Regions from separate parts of the Cyprinus carpio genome. Here region 1 is linked to region 2. A link is a contact called in public Hi-C data. All regions are on one chromosome and are shown on one strand. The core of a region is the stretch at or near the end of the contact, and the rest is flanking DNA. Distances in the headings are between cores, read along the strand shown. Region 1 has its middle 33 kb from the start of LOC109111567. Region 2 has its middle 4.6 kb from the start of LOC109058674.

Region 1 (2,700 bases), core at 192-2,691, 45 kb after region 2:
GAGCTCGACTGACATGCAGAACATCAAACTGGTGTAATCATTAGTGTGAGGGGATATATATACTTTTTTATTTCATTGTGCTTTCATATAATTTCCTACCATTCAATTAATGTACTCAATATCAATATTAATTCTAAGCATGATCTACTGCAGCCTATTGAATCATAACATACAGTATGTATCATGATGTGATGTGTATCATTATATTAAAAACATTACTTCCAAATTAATGTCCAAATTATGTGAAACCCTGTCCAAAATGTACTAATGAACTAATAATGCAACAATCCCTCAATAAGCCTAAGGAAAGTCAATTGAATAAAAGGTTGCAATTCAAATTTTGATGCAAGTTTGTTTGAGGGATTGTGTGGGATTTATACATTTATTTTTCCAAATAATCACACATTAAAAAAAATAAATAAATAAACATTTTCCCACATTGCTTGAATAATCTGCCTGCAAAAAAATACATAATGTAAAATAAAATGATGAAACAAACAAAAAATTGTTTAAATAAATCTGATATTACCATGGTACGCTGTCCAAAAAGTACAGAAATGCTCTAATATATGTACTAAAAATCATGTTCAATAAAAAATAAATATCATTACAATGGTACATCTCCAAAAAAACATAGTATTACTCTGGTACACACCCATAAAGTGATAAAAACAAAGCACATCTCCAAAAATAAACACAGTATTACTATGGGGCATACCCATAAAGCATGGTAAATATTTTGTAAATCTAATAAAAATTAAAATAAAAAAAAATATATATATCGAATTTATTGTTTTATATTTCCTTCATGTATTTTTCAAAGCAATGCTTATGCTCTGCAAACAATCCATACATTACAATACCACTATTTTATCATTTATTCTTATATACTAAATCTATATTTATATATAATACTTAGTGATAACTTTTGTTGATTGAAATAGCTGAGCTTGTAGAATAACACAAACTGTCATCAAATCCTGCTGCTGTACCCTTGATAAACAGAAACTCTGTGTAAAACACAACACAATGGGTTTGTGCTGAAGTAGTGTGGCATAAACTTTAGAAACTGACGTCAACATAAACCTCCGAAGTCACTAGATTCGATCCAATGAATCCGACGCGCGTCACAATCAGCGCGCACACATATCGGATCCAAATCCATCAGATTTAGAGCAGTATTCCTCATGAAGGCATGGCACGGTCGATCCAGCACAGGAACGCTCATATTAATGGTTTACAGTGACAGTTTGTTTCTTTCTAACAGATGTGTGAAGGCATGAATGCGCGCTACTCACTCGTTTATTGTGAGATCGTCTGCGGTGATATTCCAGAAGCCGCTTTTCCCGTCTTCTCCAATCGATCCTCTCTCATTCCTGCTTTTCATTCCCTCTCATTCCAACATGGCTGACGGGCAGAACCCAGCCCACTCCTGCTCCACACACACACACACACATACACACTCCTCCCAGTCCCGAATGAATGAACACCGCTGGAGTCGCGCACCAGACTTTGGCCACTGGCGCCGGGTTAGTCCGATTCATTTAGCGAATCGATTCGCTCGAACGGTCAAATGAACGCTCTCGCCGATTCTTTTGAATTCAAATGTATACGACCTTAAAGGGCTAGTTCACCAAAAAATTATAATTCTGTCATTGTGTGTAAGAATGTCGGTAAAACAGTCCATGTGACATGAGTTGCTTTTTGTGCACAAAGAAAACAAAAATAACAATTTTTTCAACAATTATTCTTTCAGAGTTACTATCTTCTACCATTTTGGAGAGTATCAGGATGCAATTATTCTACATTAACTGAAATAATAAATAACTGCAAATAATTTTATTCAGATCGGGACTTCAAATTGCGTATCGCAAATCAATTTATTTAGGTTGGGACTTCGGAGCGGGTTCGCAAATCATTTGATTCAGATTGAAATTTCGCAGCTGGTTCGCGAATCATTTCGTGAATTGGTTGATTGAGATCTGCGCTCCGAAGTCATGATCTGAAACATTGGTTCGCGTATCATTATTCAGATAGGACCTCTGGGATCGTGAATCATTCGATTTAAAGGGTTAGTTCACCCAAAAATGAAAATTACCCCATGATTAACTTACCCTCGAGCCATCCTAGATGTATATAACTTTCTTCTTTTAGACAAATACAATCAGAGTTATATTAAAAAAAAAACAACTTCCTGGCTCTTCTAAGCTTTATAATGGGAGTGGATGGTAGCCCATCCGCTGGACACCACTCTCTCGTGAACGCGCATATGACAGTTAGCGGAAGCTAGAGATTAATATTTATTAAGTTGTAAATATGGATATTTTTCTTACACAAACGCATCATGTTGCTTCAGAAGGCCTTTATTAACCCACCGGAACCGTGTGGAGTTCTTTTATAATGGATTGGTTAAATTCTTTGGACTTCATGGGTTAATTTTCATTTTTGGGTGAACTATACCTTTAAATCAGAGCTCAGAGCGGGCTCGCGAATCTTTTGATTCAGATCTGAACTTCGAGGTGCGGAACGCGAATCATTCAGAACTGCGGAGCAGGTTCGCGATTCATATCGCAAATTCAGATGGGTATCATTTGAATTAGATCGGAACTTCGGAGCGGACTCGCGAATCTTTTGATTCAGATTGGGACTTTGGCGCTCGTATCGCGAATCTTTTTTTCTGATTTCTTTTTTTATTAAACA
Region 2 (2,700 bases), core at 79-2,578:
CAAGAGCACTCATCGTCAGAATGACTGTAACTAGATTGTTGGGAAGGAATCTGGCTGGGGTTTCCCACCAGTTCACATAAACACTGACGGGAGAGTAAGGAGAAAATCTGATTATTCAGGAATAATGATTTTTAATGTTTCTGAAGGAAGTCTCTTCGGCTCACTAAGGCTGCATTTATTTGATCAAAAATACAGTAAAATAGTGAAATATTATTACTGTTTTCTATGTGAATATACAGTAAAAAAAAATTATTTCTGTGATCAAAGCTGTATTTTCAGCATCATTACTCCAGTCTTCAGTGTCACATGATCTTCAGAAATCATTCTAATATACTGATTTGCTGCTCAAGAAACATTTCTGATTATTATCAGTGTTTAAAACAGTTGTGCTGCTTCCTGTTTTTGTGGAAACTGTGATACATTTTATTTTTCAGGATTCTTTGATGAATAGAAAGTTCAAAAGAACAGAATTTATTTAAAATATAAATATTTTGTAACATTATTCATGTCTTTACTGTCACTTTTGATCATTTTAAAACATCCTTGCTGAATAAAAGTATTGATTTCTTTAAAAAAGAGAATAAATCTTACGGACACAAAAGGCTGAATGGTAGTGTGCATTAAAAGTGTAAATCTATCAGGAAAAAGTCATGTTTACAAGTTCCCAGGCTGCTAAAATCACTGGATCTGACATGGTTTTTGACGTTTATGACATTGAAACTTGGTAGCAAATGAATGAGTTACGTTCAATAAAAAAGCAATACTTTGAAAAAAAAAAAAAACTGAAAGCTCAGAAAGTCACACATATTGTACACACATTTCTCAGTTATTGTACAAACATTTGCAGAAACTATTGTGCAATGATGCATCATGGGTTTCCGTTGAATCCTGCCCTAAAAAAAGTAACTTTTCATATCTGTCAGATGATTTTTCCTGTCTAAATGGGTCATTCTTGACCAGAACAAGCTGCAGAGTAAACCATTACGTATCTATCAAGAGCTGTACTGAAGGTTTTATGATGGACTGGGCCTCAGGATGCAGAAAACCACCAAAAGTACAAATAATCAGATCAGATCCCTGGAAAAACCAGCAAGAGTTTGAGATAATCAAGTGTCCCCTCAAACAGCAGCTTGTGTACGGGGCAGTTAAAAGGCGGGATTTTAAATCACTCTGCGCTGTGAGTGTTAGAAGGCGGGATTTTGATTAGAGTGAATTATTTTCTCTGCGTCTCTGCGGTTTGTTTGAGGGGAAAAAGGGTGTTACGGCTCCCCTGCTGCATTGTGGGTAGAGACGAGGTGACATAAAAATACCATCTGTGAGGGAATAACTCACGGACTCTGATAAAATAAAACACACACACATGGACATGGACAAAGACAAGGACCAGCAGCAGGAGCACTAATTTAGAGGTCGATGAATTCAAACACTCCTCCTGCTGCATTCATGCAATCACAAGAGCATCGCCATGGCAACCACAGACCCTCCTGTCCCCTACAAAATCATGTGATGCTTGTCATTCAGACGATGCCCTTTCATTCATAAAAACAACCTTAAATAACAAGACACAATTAATTGATCACATACTGGTTTGAACCAGTCTCCCAACACGACCAGCTGAAAAGTGCATAAAACACCTTTAAAACCAGCAAACAGAACAACAGGACTAGGCTGGTCCAGCTAAGACCAGGAAACCAGCTTAGGCTGGTCTATGCTTTTTTTTTTTGTGATGCAAAGAAAATTGAGTAACCAGAGTAAATTTCTTTTTTCAATGTATAGAAAATTGGGATGTAAAAATATATATATATAAAATGACAATTATAATAATACAGGGTCAAATTTCATTGCTAGAACTTTAATTAAGAGGAATTTTTGTCATCTTTGTCACAGTGTTGTTGTTGAAAATCATTTTTAAAAATCATATTAAAATTATCAAGCTCAAATAAGCTGATTAAGCATATTTTTCAGCATATTGTTATGTATAAATATAAGATAAAAATAATAAATAACTACTAATCAATAAATAAGTTAAATAAATAAATTTACATTAAAATAATGAACTAAAATTAAAATAATAATATAAAGCTAAACAGAAATATTGTATTTTAATACAAAAAATAAATATACATTACATTTTTAAAATATTTTAAATACAAGAAAAAAGCACATAATTAAACTACTAAAACTTAAACTAAAAAAAGTATTTATTAATCTTAAAAATATTAACTTCAACATTTAATAATACAATATTAAAATCAAAAAATTGTTTGTTAATATTATTCAATGGACCTGAGCTAACATGAACTAACAGTAAACAGTTATATTTTTATTAAGTTAGATTAACAAAGATTAATAAATACTGTAACAAAATTATTGCTCATTGTTAATTATTCATTTAATGAATTAAATAATTAATGATACCTTACAGTAAACTTTTATTATAAACGTTAAACATAAAAGAAAAGTAAATGAGAAAAATTATAATGCCTTGGCAACTAAATTAAATGTTTAAGTTAAAATTACTACACTGGAAGTGAAATAAATCATTAAAAGATAAAAATACAACAAAATGCATAAAAATTACAACAGCACATGACGAAATTACTAAGATTTAAACTAAAATATAAATATACTGAAAATTGAATCATAATACTCAAAATATTATAATTGCACAAAAAATATAAAAAATATAAAATAACACAA

Evidence for each region. Hi-C and Micro-C count contacts between places; a contact is called where the count stands out from the background.
Region 1: a Hi-C map of skeletal muscle shows a contact between it and region 2, with 4 times the contacts expected there. The contact joins two enhancer-like sites. A contact is called at or near these places in 7 of 8 Hi-C or Micro-C datasets (liver, red blood cells and skeletal muscle).

Annotation. Positions count from the first base shown.
Region 1 is chrB19:25,827,745-25,830,444 of ASM1834038v1, forward strand. No RefSeq gene overlaps it. Among protein-coding and RNA genes, the nearest start is that of LOC109111567, 33 kb to the left of the region's middle. Within about 2 kb of position 1,442, at least 7 of the 8 cell types and tissues checked have an H3K27ac peak or open chromatin away from gene starts, as enhancers often do.
Region 2 is chrB19:25,782,808-25,785,507 of ASM1834038v1, forward strand. No RefSeq gene overlaps it. Among protein-coding and RNA genes, the nearest start is that of LOC109058674, 4.6 kb to the left of the region's middle. Within about 2 kb of position 1,329, at least 1 of the 8 cell types and tissues checked has an H3K27ac peak or open chromatin away from gene starts, as enhancers often do.